Regions from separate parts of the Anser cygnoides genome. Here region 1 is linked to region 2. The links are chromatin contacts, called in public Hi-C maps. All regions are on one chromosome and are shown on one strand. The core of a region is the stretch at or near the end of the contact, and the rest is flanking DNA. Distances in the headings are between cores, read along the strand shown.

Evidence for each region. Hi-C and Micro-C count contacts between places; a contact is called where the count stands out from the background.
Region 1: a contact with region 2 is called in a Hi-C map of liver, with 8 times the contacts expected there. The contact joins two enhancer-like sites. A contact is called at or near these places in 2 of 7 Hi-C or Micro-C datasets (both in liver).

What each region holds. Positions count from the first base shown.
Region 1 is chr18:9,771,324-9,774,524 of Taihu_goose_T2T_genome, reverse strand. No RefSeq gene overlaps it. Among named protein-coding and RNA genes, the nearest start is that of DHX40, 10 kb to the left of the region's middle. Within about 2 kb of position 1,809, at least 2 of the 3 cell types and tissues checked have open chromatin away from gene starts, as enhancers often do. A contact at or near this core is called in liver, where this site is marked.
Region 2 is chr18:9,593,155-9,596,829 of Taihu_goose_T2T_genome, reverse strand. All of the region lies in intron 1 of PPM1E (protein phosphatase, Mg2+/Mn2+ dependent 1E), which reads right to left. Among named protein-coding and RNA genes, the nearest start is that of PPM1E, 6.9 kb to the right of the region's middle. Within about 2 kb of position 2,034, at least 1 of the 3 cell types and tissues checked has open chromatin away from gene starts, as enhancers often do. A contact at or near this core is called in liver, where this site is marked.

The sequences.
Region 1 (3,201 bases), core at 560-3,059, 180 kb before region 2:
GCTGGCCAGGACCAGGAGCGGCAGCTGCAGCTCGCAATATTTTCTGAGCCCTGGGGAGCCACCATGTGCCCCCCCCCGCAGCAGGCAGCTCCCAGCCCCATCCCAATTAACCGTCTCCTAATGACTTTCAGAAGCGTGAGGATTTCCTTAATTATACCACGCGTTAGACTGTAATCAAGAAATCAATCCTCGCCGCCGCCCGAAGCGGGGCCGCTCACGTGCAGCCCGCGGCACGCGGGGAGAGGCGAGGTGGCGGACCCAGGCCAGGAGAGATTCGGCCCGTGCTTGGCAGCAGGGCAGCTGCAGCAGCCACCAAAGAGACCCCGGGCTCACAGGTGTGCAGCAGCAAATGCACACGAATGATCTGCGGTGCAAAAAGGGAGCGGGGTGCAAAATAGGGGCGAGGAATGAGCATGTTCGGTGCTTTTATGGATGCAAACCCTGTCCCCCGAGATGGAGGCAGCATCGCCTGCTCATGTGAACGTCCTAAAGAGAAATAGAAAACGCTGGGCTGCTGCGATCGGCTCTAGGATCAGGCAGCATGCACGGTGTCTGTCATCTGACAGAAATAGTGTCTAATTAAATATTAACCTCTGCGTTCAACAACGACACCTGCACGGGTTGATCTTAAAGGACGCCAAGCCCCGTGGCCACACACGAAGCCCGGGCTGGGTGCCTGCGGGGCACAGTCCTGTGCCCTGGGCGGGCCGCTGGGGGTGTAGCAATTAAAAAGGTAAGGAGATCAAACGTTTTCAGTCCTTTGATCTCCAAGTGTGAAATTTGTGGGTTGCTTCCCATGTAGGCCGCGTCTCCATGCAGAGCAAGGGAGTGGGAGAGGAGAAGTTGCCCTTCGCTGCTCACAGGAAGGGTTTTTCTCTCTAAAACGCTAATACGGGAAGCAAAGACGTGATGCAGCAGAAAGATTCAAGGATTCAAGCTAACGAAGTGGGGCAGTGGGAGGGAGGGAGACGGGGCCGACTGCTGAGCTCGCCGGTGCCCACGCAGTGATGAGGACGTGGGGCGGGAGCTCAAGTACCTGCAGCACTTGCGAGATGCTAAAAATAAAAAGCGGCTGCTAAAAATAACGAACGATCAGGAAAAAAACGCTAAACCCCAGAGATCTCCCTGAACTCTGAGGATTAATTTTAATTTCCCTCTAATCCAGGCAAAAATAGCGACGTCGGGGGGCACAGCTCAGCCTGAGGAGGGCTCGCGCTGCCCTGCACGTCCCCAGCGCGGGGCTCCGGGCGCATCCAGACCTGCGCTGCTTCTGCCCGCAGGCCAGAGCCAGGCTGCTACGATACCATACAGCCCCAGCCTGGGCAGGGCTGGGTGCTCTGAGCTCATTTCATGACACAAGCTCAGGCTGGGCGAGGGGAAGTGGCCAGGTGCCTCAGGTTATGGGCCGGGCTTTTTAAAAATGAGATTTAGTGGCACCTTTTGCATTTATTGGGAAGAAAATGACTGGTCGGAGCTAGTTTTCCAAAGAGACATAAAAACTACTAATTCCTAAAACCATATTTAACTCACCGGACATCTCCCTCGCTGCGGGGAGCACTGCTGACTGCCAGTGGAGCTGAATTTGCTTTTGGTGTTCCCTGAACCACCGCACAGAAAGCTGCTGCGCTTCCTGGCACAGGGAACTCTGATTTGGTGCAGGGCATAAATACCGGGGGATACGGCAGCCTGCCCGGCCGGTGCCCGAATCGCTCCCCACGTGTATGGCCCAGGGAGGTGGCTGAGCATCAATAAGTAGAAGCATCACTCCCACCTCACCTTCTGCCTTCAGATGTATGCAAATGTATGCAAACAAGGGGTTGCATGCAGAGCTAGCCCAGGACTTTGCTTGGTGTGGGTGGACACGGGGGGCAGGAGGTGCTCGGGGCTGTTTGCACAGCCAGGGCTCTGCAGTATTTTAAACACTGAGAGCCCCTGATTAGATACAAGGGCTCATGGTCCGAGGTGTGATTTATGTGCGACAGCGCATAAACACCTGGAGCAAGGGCTTTAGAAAGCTGCAGGGCACAGCTGCTCCTCGCACAGCCTGCTCGCTTCCCCCCTTTTTAGTTTAGAGAAAAATAAAAAAATCCAATCTAAGCAATTCCTTACACTCCTGCTTTAAATGTGCTTTCAATTCGAGAGTGACCAGAGAGGTAAGTAAATATTTTTCTGGAAAGGAAATTACATTGTGTTTACACTGAATGCTGTTTGCCGAAGCACTGCCCGGAGTCGAGCTCCAGCCTGCTTAATATTTACCCAGCTGGAGCAGCGGCACAGCAGCATTTGGCAGTGCCAGGCGTGCTACAGCTGAAGCATTCAGCATTTATACCTGTAGGAAGCACTGTGGTTTTGCAAGCTGCAATGCACAAGACCCGGCATCTGTTTGCAGGGTCGTGTGCTTGGGAAGCTGTGAGCCTCGGACAAGGGGCTGCTGTTGTGCCGCGTTTCTGCAGCAATTCAAGGGCAAGATGGATAAGAGCAAAGGTTTAAACCGGGAGGGCCCAGCCCTACAGGCCAGCACCGGTCTGCAGGGCTGCCCACGCAGGTCATAAACCCCACGGGGGCTCGCTTCCCTAATTGCAACTGATTTACAGGACCCTGAAAGCAGTGGCCAAAGTCTAAATATTTTGCTTGGATATGGACAGGGCAAACACACTCACTGCCACGTCGCCAATTCGGGCGACCCCTCGCTGAAGGGCCAGCGATGCCCGCGCTCGCCAGCCTGGAAGGAGCACAAAGCTCTGCCCTCCTCCCAGCAAGGGTCAGCGTTCAGCTCCATGCACTTTGTGCAACAAAAGCCCCTACAGCACCCTGGGAATCGCAGAGCTGTGCTGTGCCTTGTGTTTATCATTGACCAGAGCAGTGTTTTTGCCTGTTTTGGCAATTTCAGCTGTAACCCAGAACACGTCAAACTCCACAGTTTAAACAGTCGCTCCTTGCTTAAGCAGCCAACTCCTTTTTGTTCCTTTTTGATCACCCCAATGGGGAATTTAATAATGCATGAACAAAAAGGAAAAGCAGGAGATGGAGGATGTAAAAGTGCCGGACACCAGTGGGCTCCTCACCCTGGGCCAGTTCCTGCCCGCAGGACGAAGCCGCTCACGCTGCTTCGAACGGGTGCAGCGGGAGCAGCCGGGGACGGAGCCGAGCTCGAGGCACAGCGAGGTCCTGGCCCCATCTGCGTGGCCAGGGGACGCTGCC
Region 2 (3,675 bases), core at 785-3,284:
CTGTGTTCGGCAAGCAGAAAACCGATCTGCTCAGTGAACGACCGAGTTCCCCCAAACCTCGAGCAACATTCAGCTTCCGACTGCTTGGTACCCACACACAGGGTGTTACACAGCTGCTAAGAAGAACAAGACATCTGAGAGAATAGCATCTTTTGAGATAGGGACCTCGATATATAAACACTTGGGTTCAGTCATGCTTGCCTCAAACACAACCATCTGACAAGCAGAATGACACTACCTACAAGTAAAGCTTCAGTTTAAAATATATATCATGCTGTATATTTAAGTGTGTATGATTGGTTTTATACAAAATCTGATTTTTTTATGCAGGTGGGAATTTAGATACTTTGTCACCGGGCCACATTGCCTCAGGTGGGCTCACAGGTTCAAAAAGAACTGAATGTTTCCCCCGATTTTCAGGTGATCTATTATAAACTAATATACCAAATACTTTGCTTAAAAATACTATTCCTACTGTGAGATTTAGCAGCACTAGCATCTAATAAAAAATAAAAAAATACAAGCAGTGGCTAATTGAGCAGAAGTTTGTTGTATGTGAAGTTGGTACATGTGGAAAAAGAAATTTTTGTTACGGAATACGTTCCCTGTCCAGAAACAGAAAAAGCAAAGCATAACTACTTGCTAAATTCTCAACTATACAGGGTATGGGGCTGGGCCCTCTATAATTTCAAGTTAGGATTGAAAGTAAATGAATTATTCTAAAAGCTAATTAATATAATGCACGGAGTGGATTTTTTCATAACACTAATAGGAAATAACTTACCACACTCATTTCAGATTTTTGAACCTCCGTAAGAAGGTCATAGCCTGAGGTGAAAGGAACAGCCCTAGAAACAGTTCCAAGAAGTTAAAATGCCAAGTCCTATTTTTATACACTGCTTCTATTTTTAGTTACAACAGGATGGAAGTACAGAGCATATAAAAAAAATATATTCTCAAATGAGAGAAAGTACTCAAATTCTTTATTGTAAGCGAAGAACAAAAGAAACTAAACCCAAAAAAAAAAGCTTAACAGACCTTACAGGATCATAAAAGATCAGCAAAAATAACTTAAAAATCATATCCTCTGAGAAAATGAACTTCAAGAAGCTACCCACAGTTTTACCCAATTAATCCAATATTCCTTTTATTGTAATTTCAGCTACAAGAAAGTGCAAATATTTCACAATTCAGACTTGCCTGCATCCAAGTACATTTCTGCCATGATCAAAGTTTAGCAGTCAACTTTTCCATCCTGCTCTACCACAATGAACATAAAACTTCTCAACTGATTGCGTGCAGGATCCAGACCTGGTGAGCAGTACTAGAGCTTAAAATGCTGGTTCAGTTACTCAATCATTAGTTGCCTTTAGCTGTTTTCCATCCAATATAAACATAAACTGAAGTAATCCTGCAATCTAGTTAACTCGTTTAACTTCTGTATTAATTACTGAAGTACCCAAGGGCATCTATTTCCCTTGCAGTTCTAATTTACGAGACTCATGATTACTTCTTTATAAAATGCTTTATTAGACGTGGGTGATGTTGTTTCTCCCTAATGAAGTACAAAGGCACAGCAGAAATGTTTCTGTAAAACAAGCCTACAATCTGCATTCATTTCATCTAATCGCTAAATATATTATAACAACAAAAATCTCAAATATTTGGTTGGCAGTTGATTTCAGCTAACTCAGAGACGAGGAACTACCTGCCGATGCGCAGCAGTGACCACTTACAGTCTCACGGCATGTCACAGGTTACTGACATGTCACGGACACGCGTTGTTCAGGACACATTTATTTTTATAACCATTTGCGTTACGTAATCATGGTTGCATTGCGTTGCATAAGACAGTCTTGCAGCATGGTTCAAAGAACATCTAATGTTTTAAAGCGTTAATTCCATTTCATCTCGTTTCTCACATATCCTTCCTGGTTGGTGAGAATACTTATGAGGAAAAAACAAAAACTGGTACAGAAAAACAACACCAAGAAAGAATACGATGCAGAACAGCCTGGGATTATTTCAGAGTGACATCAAATATAGGAACAAAAAGAATTCTCATTATGTGTACTACATGCCCTGTTGCTTTTGCTCTTAATGTGATCATGTAAGCAATTTAGCAAGACAACAAAAAAATGAATGAGAACATATTCCAGTGACAGAGCAGTCAAGATGTTGAAACTTCTATTCACATAGGGTAAAGCCAGCTAAAATTTCAACATCAAGAAAAATATTTTTTAAAATGTTTTGTGGAAAGAGCCACAGCCGAGTAGACCATCGTTTCTTCAAAGGATAGGTGGAGAAATACTCTGTCATTGCTAAAGGTAATTACAGGGAGGAATTTTAAGGGCAAAACTATTCTGTGCAGGGTGCTTTGTGCAGAATCGCTGAAAAAACGCTAGAAAGGAACAAAGCCTAACATGCTCGTCACATCCAAAAGTTAGGCAGAAGTCATTTCACAAGATGGCCAAAAGATTTTAGTTAGTCAAGGGTTTTTGAGTACCTTATAAATGAAAAATGACATATTACAAACAGAATTTATTATCCACGTTCCTTCTTGATAAGCCAGACTAGTTTCAACTGCGGTTACATAAGGACCAAGAAAAGAACTTGTTAACACAGGTCTAATTACTCAGTCAATACCCGTGCAGAAGTGAACAGCTTCACTAGGAGCAGTAGGATCTAAGCAAATTGCTTTGGGGTCAGAAAAATCTTGGTGTGAATAGGCTCCTAGCAAAATTATCTCCCCTTAGTTTGTTGTACTACTAGAAACTTTCATTGAAATAAAAGCACTGGAATGAATATAGTCCTGTAATCTGCTCACTAAGAATGAGGTTTTTCAATGGTTATATAAAGCAACTTCCAAGCATAATCACCATTGCACTTGTAAAACTCAGCATCCTTTAATCATAAATTAGTAAGAAGTTTTGAAATGTCACCATATATGTTAACCATTACAAAATGTAAATCTGCAATTTAAATAGCTCGTTTTAGCTTGTACACTTTTTTTAGAAGGAACATCAAAATATCTGATTTGATTCAGTATTTCCAAACGCGTGGGAGCATGAACTGAAGATGCCTGGAAAGCAACTTAAAGAATCTCTTGCTGGGTAAACCATTAGTTGGGTTTTGAAAGTGATTATCGTTAAATATCACCTATTTGTAGATTACCATGATTTCCAGTCTAAGGTGCATGAAATATACCCACTGCTGAAAGCTAGGACATCACTATCACCCAGTACATGGATTAAATGTCATAGGAGCGTCTTTTAGAGGGCCCTAAAACATTAGGGACAACACTAGTTTCTCTTAACTTTCCACGTACATTTCTACTAGATTATGTAGAATCTCTCACAAAGAAGCACGGGGAGTTCTAGGACCAACATCCTCGGGTCTGGGGATATTGGACCGGCTGGGCACCCCCACAGACCCTCATGGCAGAGCTGGGCGCTTGCTGCTACCACCCCACAACCCCATACTGGGTGCCTGGTTCAACAGCTGCGCTCAAGAGGAGATTCCTGATCTCAGCAGGGCTGCAGCAGATGCCACCAGCCCAAGGCCACCGCGCGGTCCTGTTGCCACCCAGGAGCAAGCTCAGGCGGGGAAGCAGACTGCCGGCACAGCCACGGGTGGGAAATTCAAGGGTCCTGCTTAGCCAAACCTCCTCGCCAG